2 separate regions of the Gossypium hirsutum genome follow, and region 1 is linked to region 2. A link is a contact called in public Hi-C data. All regions are on one chromosome and are shown on one strand. Each heading gives the region's core, a stretch centred on a gene start, on an enhancer-like site or on the middle of the called end of the contact. The rest is flanking DNA. Distances are from core to core; before and after follow the strand shown.

Region 1 (4,278 bases), core at 236-2,735, 50 kb after region 2:
TATTATCAATGAATACAAAAATTTCAACAATTTATTTAATTTATCTTGATGTTTTGAAATTATTTTCAAAAACTATCAATGAAAATTACTGTCTTTATTACTTGTTTGCGAAACCCAAATTTATTTTGATTATGTTATCTTAAATCTTTTATGCTAAACTAAAAGTAAAGAAAAATTATTACAATTAATTTAATTAATTAATTTTATCTTCCACTCCACATAAAATTCATAATTTTTAATCACTTATTTACCTAAACAAAGAATAATCAATTAATTTAATTAATTGCAAGTACTTTTTTCCACTTTACTTTAACTTAAGATGGAAGATTTGAGATTAAAGATGATCTAGACAAAAATTAAATATAAATTATTTGAGTTGATTTCATTAAGAATGATTTAGAAATATAAATTAAAATTTAAAAATTTAAAAAAAGATTAAATTAATTTCAATAAGTATTTTCTTTCACTTTAATCATTGATTTTTTTACCTCAATAATATTTACAAAATATTTTTAAGTGACTAAAATTAAAACAACAAAAATAAAATGTAAATATAATATGACTTATACAATTAACTACAGTTATAAATTCCAAAGCTTCAATGAACGTTCCCCTGGTAGTTAGTTTATTTTGTGCGTGTGTTTTTGATGTCTTTGTCACTGTTATCCGACACTTCACAAATCCAGAAGGTCGGCTTTCACTCCTAAAACGTGTCTTTGAAATACATTGCTTTTTCTTTTTCTTCTTAGTTTTGTTTTATTTAACCAATTCCCTCTCGCTTTCATACCTACACTCTTTGGTATATTTAAAATTTAGTTTTTATATTTTTTATATTGTAAAATTTTATCCCTCATTTTTTTAAATGATAAAATTTAAATTATTTTTTATTAGATTAAATTATGTAATCTTTTTAAAACCTTGATATTCTATTTTAAAACTATACTAAATAACTTTATTAAGGACAAATCAATTTTTTCAAAAAATTTTTTGAAGTGTTATCTTCGGAGACGCCGATATAATTTTTTAACAATAGAAGGTATTATCTCTCGGGAAGGGTTTTATTCCTCTTCACAAAGAAACGTATACAATTCACAAAAGAGGACTACATGACTGTAGGTAAACGTACAACTACTTACCAAAAAGCAACATTAACACCTCACACTTGTTGAGATTTTAACCTTTAATCTATTAAATATAAACCTCTCAACAACCATACAATTTAGATTGAAACAAAAAGCCTTACAACTCCATATTGAAATTTTCTTATTTTGTTATTTGCCTTTCGGACATGTAATAGTAATTACATATTTTAGAAACATCACATAATTTAATCTAACAGAAGCAATTAGATTTTAATTATTAAACATCTAAAGAGCAAAAGTAACTAAATATTAAATATATAATAGTAGAAGGATTAAGAGAAGAATTATACAATTTTTTAATTTTGTTGAAACTCTAATTTTTTCTTTTTCTTTTTCTTAACCTTATCAGTTCTGGTTTGTATATACATAAATATTAGTTTGATAAAGGGAAGAAGTTTATAAAATGGCTTGACTTGTAAGCTTATAAAAAGTTAGCTGGTTAGGTGGTCTTCTACCTTTCAAGGACTGTTTCTTTACAGTTTTCCTTTTTGTTTTGTCTATTTTGGAATATATAGAGCATATTTCTTGGTCTTGGTCTTACTGTTTAAGAACTCTTAGAAAGAAAATTTTCTCTTTTCATAGGTTTTTGATCTCTAAAAGTCTTGTTTTTAGTGTAAGTTTTCACATTTTCTTTTTAATTCCTTTTCTCCCCCCCTTTTTTTTTGTGGTGTGATCGATGGAGGAGAGATATGAGCCAGTGAAGGAGCTTGGATCAGGGAATTTTGGAGTCGCAAGGCTGGTGAAAGATAAGAAGACAAAAAAGCTTGTTGCCGTCAAATATATTGAAAGAGGAAAGAAGGTAATTTATATTTTTTTCTCTTAAAGATGGTCTCTTCTTAGATCTTTTTTGTCTGCAACTGCAAATTGATCATATGAAAATATTGATGTTATATGATTTGACAGCATTTATATGAGCAGAATCTGGAAAAAAAAATTAATGTTTTTGAACATGGAAAGGAGTTTATGTTTGATTTCGAACATGACTGTCTATTTGCTTGAATATATTACAATCTCTCATTTACAGATCAGATTGAGACAAGTACTTAATTTTTGGCCTTTCTCGGAAAGCTGCTTTGATTTTTCCATGTCTGGAGATTGGTAAAACACGGCTTGTATAATGTCTTCAATGGCATATTTAGGGATAATAAGAGTGAGACAGCAAGTGTTTATTGATATTTCTGTTTGAGCTAGTCGATGTTATATAGTGAAAGTGAAGTTATTGTTGAGAAGAAAGATGTGTGGTTGTTTATAAACAACAATAATGTTTTACCTGTAAGATAATGACATTGCATTAGTCTGCAAAATCTTAATTACATGTTAATGTACTTATGCTTTTCTGTTTTGGGGTTTCAGATTGATGAGAATGTTCAGAGAGAAATCATTAACCACCGATCTTTACGACATCCAAACATAATCAGGTTTAAAGAGGTGAGAAATTGATTTTATTACATATTAGTAGCTATGTTGTTGGAATTTCAGGTTTGAACATCAATTGGCTATTAAACATTCTTTTAGATGATTAATCTTATTTAACATAATTGACTCCACAATTCTTTTAACTTCACATTTCTCTGCAGGTTGTGGTGACTCCAACACATTTAGCTATTGTCATGGAGTATGCTGCCGGCGGTGAACTCTTCGAGAGAATATGCAGTGCAGGTCGATTTAGTGAAGACGAAGTGAGTTTATATCTACATTCAACATGTTGAGTTGATCTTTCTTCCCCACCTGTTAATTTGCATTAACGTTCAACTTTACGACATTTGTCCATCTGACAGGCTAGGTTTTTCTTCCAGCAGCTAATATCTGGTGTCAGCTACTGTCATTCCATGGTATGTTATATGAATATCACTTTTGTCAGAGTCTGTGTGATTTTGACTTTCTTGCCTCATTCAATATTTCTGCTGCAGCAAATTTGTCACAGGGATCTGAAACTAGAAAACACACTCCTGGACGGAAGTCCAACACCACGTCTTAAAATATGCGACTTTGGTTACTCCAAGGTTCATTTCCAAATTTGACATAAACCTTATCTTTGATGGATTCTGTTCTATTTTTTCAATATTCAGTTCTTTAGTTTCTTTTCTGAGCAGTCTGCAGTGCTGCATTCACAACCAAAGTCAACTGTAGGAACACCAGCATATATCGCCCCGGAAGTCCTATCACGAAAGGAATACGATGGAAAGGTACAATTTTTCTGTTTTCTAATCAATGTGATGCAGATAGTCAACCTCGGATACATCTGGTTTACTAATGGAGCATGAATTTGTGCTTGTTGCATAGTTAATCCCCTCTTATTATTAGCCGGTTAATTTGACCGTTTGCTAGCTGTCGTAGATTGCAGATGTTTGGTCTTGTGGCGTGACATTATACGTGATGTTGGTGGGAGCATACCCTTTTGAGGATCCTGAAGATCCTCGGAATTTCCGTAAGACCATAGGAGTAAGTTCTCGACTCTTACTCTTCAGTTAAATGAGTCATCATTTCCTCCTTTTTCTTTATACAAAGTCAAATTATTTTGGCTGTAACAGCGAATAATGAGTGTCCAATACACTATACCCGACTATGTACGAGTGTCCGCGGACTGCCGGCAGCTTCTTTCCCGTATCTTTGTTGCCAATCCTGCCAAGGTATCATTCTTTTCCTATTTGTAATCTTTGTATTTCATAAAAGACTTAGTTGCATCTTCTTTAAATGACATAAAAACTTTGATCACGTACAGAGGATTAGCATCCCAGAGATTAAGGAGCATCCTTGGTTTCTGAAAAATTTACCGAAAGAATTAGTCGAAATCGAAAAAACGAGCTATGCAGAATCGGTACGTGACCAACCATCTCAAAGTGTTGAAGAAATAATGCGTATCATACAAGAGGCTAAGACGACAACAGCCGAAGGAGCCAAAGTTGGTGAGCAAGCTGCTGCCGGTTCATCCGATCCTGATGATGTGGAGGCAGATTTAGAATCTGAAATCGATGTCAGTGGTGACTTTGAAGCTCCTATGTGAGAACCCGATGTTAACTGCTTCAACAGGATTTGTGCATCGAGGTTTGGAGTGTTATTTGGATTACAGTTTATATATATGGTTTTTATCGTACTGGGAAAATGTTGTACAGCAGACATTAACACTGGATCGGTG
Region 2 (4,126 bases), core at 632-3,131:
GCAATTACCATTGAGGGAAAGCACGTTTAACTGTGCACGCTTTACTGCCATCTGTCCAAAAAGCGCCCTCAGTTGGACGCGCTTTCCGTTTCTCTCTCTTAAAACCGGCTTATTTCTCTAATTAAAGTTAAAGTTGGCCTAAAGGTCTAATTAAAAATTAAAATCAGTTTATAGCCCTTATTGAGCCTTAACATTGGTATTTAAAAAAAATACCAAATTAAAAGGAGTAATATATATGTGTCGTTTTTTTAATATTTATGGTTTTAGGGTTTTTTTATATTTATGAGAATATGTTATTTCTGGAGAGAGAGTGTGAAATCTCCTTTGATTAGATGTCTAAATATTAGTGCTTTTGTCCATGAGTCTACTTACATTTGTATTTTTAATTTTATGTTGCTTTAAGCTTTTTTTTTTAAAAAAATTTAATATAGCACATTAACATTTTTTGTTAGAAGATTAGATAATTGTAATTTTATTTTTGACTCTCGGGTTCAATTCCTTTTATAAGCATTTTAATATTTATTTTTTATTTCATATTGTTTCAATTTTTTATTTTTAATTAACGTTTATAATTCATAAATATATTATTTATTAATATATTATAATTAATATATTATTTTTTGGTTCTATGATTTTTTAAAAACATGTTATTCGTATTATTATGTTAAAATTAAATATATATATATTAAAAAATTATGAAAAATATAAATTAATAAAAAAAATAATGTTTAGATCAAAAATGAATCTAAACAGATGGTTATCTAAATTCAAATGCATTTAAACAACTATTTATCTAAATTCATTATAAGAATATATTTTTTAGTTCTTTTATAAGTATATATATTTATTATGATTAAAGCTAATTTAGATATATGTAGATTCAACGTAATTATTAATTTCTAAAAAGGAGTAATTATTCTATCCACGTGAAGTGGAGGAAAAAAACTCTAAAAATAATTGGTCTAAGATACTAGACCATTAAAACTAGAGCTGATCATGGGCCGGGCAGCCCGGCCCGGCTCGAAGGCCCGCCCGAAAAATGGGAAGGTTTGGGTAAAAACATAGGCCCGAAAAATGGGCTTGGGCAAAAAAACGAGGCCCGTTTAGAAAACGGGTCGGGCCTCGGATAAGAGTTTTTTGGCCCGGGCCCGGCCCGAATTATATATTATTATATATATTTTTTATTTTTTAAAATTATTTTAAACTTTTAATATAACTATTTTTTATTATATTGTTAATTTGTGTATTGTTTTAAGAATTGTTTTAGTATTATTTTTATTTGTTTTAATATTTGTTTTTATGTTTTTAAATATATTTGATTTATTATATTTTTAAATTTTTTTATTTAATAAAATAAGAAAAAATATTAATATGGGCCGGGTCGGGCCGGGCTCGAGCTTAGTAATTTTATTTCGGGCAGGGCTTGGACAAAATTTTAGGCCCATATTTCGGGTCGGGCCGGGCCCGGGCCTAGTAAATGGGCCTAAAATTTTATCTTGGCCCGGCCCGAACCCAGCCCGGCCCGGCCCATGATCACCTCTAATTAAAACACATAGCATCATTTGTAAATTATTATTTTTAACTTTATTAAAAAGGGTTTAGATGGACGATTAAATGCAGTATGATGCGGTGCGTTTAGTTTACTTTTTATCACGCTATAATATTTAATTTAACCAACACTGATATTTTTACATTAATCACAAATAAACGTACCAGCCATCTAAACCCAACCTAGGATAATATCCCCTATTAAAATGGGTCTCAATAGGGAAAAATAGACCTTTGTTAAAGATGAACACCCAGGAGACATGTTTGGTACAAGGTATTGGGTAATGGGGTGAATAATCATTTTGCACATTTATGTATATGCTTAAGCGAGACAGGACCAAAGTCGCTTTAAAGTTGAAAGCAGTAGATCTAACGAATCTAGATATTGTTAGGAGGTTTGTCATTAACTGCTTCACCAAGGACCACAACATTTTTTTTTCTTCAACTCAATCATCATTTTGTCTGATCCAAGCGGCACCATCCCAAATTTGTCCATATGTTTAACTTGGAACATGTAATAAAACACTAAAATCTAACTCCCAACTCATATTTCCCACTAGAAAAATCATTTGATTACAAATGGAGAATACCCGAATGGGTCAACTTGAATGCTTATGCAAATTTAGTATAACACTAACCAATCCTAACCTTATTTAGGGCTTTTAGCCACAAACTTTGTTCACATAGAGAAGCTCAATGTCACAAACAAATCCTGCAAACAATTGTCTTTCGACTCTATGAACAAATTCCCTAATCACGCAACAACCTCGTCTACTTTGGAATTAAAAACAAAGCTTGGAAATGTTGTTGTTATGTCCTTGCAGTATTCGTATTACAGAAAGGATGAGCTCCTGGGCCAGTATCGTTTCTAGGTACATTGGGTATAACATTGTTAAACACATACCTCAAGTAGGGGAGAGTCATGATTTTCAACAATGATGGATTACGGGCAACCAAGTTTTGCCATTCTAATATATCTATCTTCCCATCCTAATTAATGTCGGCATCCAAAAACGTCTGTTCATAAATCCACACATCTCAGTAAAATGTTACATTAAGTAAAATTCCACCAACAGAGTTAAGATACAAATATTCATATAAGCTAAGACTACCAAAAGTGATAGTGCTCTAGAATAACATATTTTTATGTATTAATCATGTGTTTATTCTGAGCTTGATCCTATTAATTTGAGTTATTTATGTCTTTTTTTATCGATTAGGGGCTGATTTGGAGGCAAAAGCAAAATTAAGGGACAAAAGTGCGAATTTGGAGACACAATGGGCTGATATGCCACACAGGAAAAAGATTGTGCCAAAAGTGCGAGCATGGAAGACACAAGGACTAAAAACGCAAAAAGAAGAGATTTTATTTTATAAGACTCCATTTTATTTGTATTAGGATAATTAATATTAAGATAATTATTAGGATTATTTAATTTTAAGATTTAATTTTAATTATCTTTATTTATCTTTAATTAAATGTATTTATCTTTTCAGAATTTAAGTTAAATTAGACTATCTCCCTAGCACTATAAATAGGGGGTGAAGTGGCTCTATTTGGTGTTCATCTTTTTTCTGTAAACACTCTCCCCCTGAAAGTCTAGGCTTTTGTTTCTTCATATTTTCTTTCAATAAAATTTCCTTTTCCATTTTTATATTTATTTTCTTTTTCAACATTATCATGAGTCACTAAAACCTATCTAGCCGAAGGTTGTCAATATTCCCCAAAAAGGGTTCTTGAGGCCTAGAATCCGTACTTAGCCTTCTCGCCAAGTATTCATCGTTTCTCCGCACTACAGGCTGATGCTTCTGTCCATGGCCCTTAAGAAGTAAGTTTTTCAGCATATGCAAAGGCAGCCGCTTTGTATGTTTTGAAAGGATTGCACAGTCGGTTCGTTAACTTACTGCGTTAGAGGTTGGCGAGCCAAAGAGACAAAATGGCATGAGATTCGCTATTGAGAAGAGTTGATCTAGCATAGATTACTGGCTAGAGTTAGATTCCCTAAAAATCGTAAGTCTAATATTTAGAGCTGGTGGTCGTAGGCGTCCTCTTCCATTGTAACTGGCTTACTTTAGTTGAGAAGGGTTACTTAAAAGCCAAGGACTGAACCCAAGGCGAGACAACCGGAGGCTGGAATCTCGCCATATAAGAAACTTTCTCTTTTCATAACTCTATTTATTTTTCCTTATTTTAATTTCTGCAATTTATTTAATTTCGTAATTTCAATTCACTTCAAATTCTGTTTTTATTTTTCCAGATTCTTAATTCTATTTTTTTATTTTTCAGGAACGCAGGTTTTCTTGGCCAAGAAATTATTCAGGATTTCAAGAAACGAGAATTCATACAATCCGGTCCCTGAAGATTCGACCCTACTTCCCCTTTACTGTTATTTTTACTATTTTACAGAGAATAGGATATTTTTTGTGCTCTCAACGATGCATCAAATTTTGGCGCCGTTGACGGGGATCAGTAACGTACTAATCTTTTTTTTGTTTCTTATGACCAGATCTGCTCTAGGAACTCTTGCGTTTGATTCGGAGATTGAAAAGACTGTAAGAGCTAATCGCAAGGAAACAA

Evidence for each region. A called contact is a pair of places that touch in the nucleus more often than the background predicts.
Region 1: a Hi-C map of leaf shows a contact between it and region 2, with 1.7 times the contacts expected there. The contact joins the promoter of LOC107919891 here to the enhancer-like site in region 2. A contact is called at or near these places in 8 of 34 Hi-C or Micro-C datasets (callus, fibers, leaf and 1 more).

The regions. Positions count from the first base shown.
Region 1 is chrA08:113,442,290-113,446,567 of Gossypium_hirsutum_v2.1, forward strand. LOC107919891 (serine/threonine-protein kinase SAPK3) reads left to right here and starts at 1,486. Exons shown (of 9, transcript XM_016849313.2): 1 at 1,486-1,941; 2 at 2,496-2,570; 3 at 2,720-2,821; 4 at 2,921-2,974; 5 at 3,053-3,145; 6 at 3,236-3,328; 7 at 3,480-3,584; 8 at 3,674-3,772; 9 at 3,865-4,278. The coding sequence starts at 1,819. The coding sequence ends at 4,146.
Region 2 is chrA08:113,392,095-113,396,220 of Gossypium_hirsutum_v2.1, forward strand. It overlaps the pseudogene LOC107919697. Among protein-coding and RNA genes, the nearest start is that of LOC121205531, 16 kb to the right of the region's middle. Within about 2 kb of position 1,882, at least 1 of the 9 cell types and tissues checked has an H3K27ac peak or open chromatin away from gene starts, as enhancers often do. A contact at or near this core is called in leaf, where this site is marked.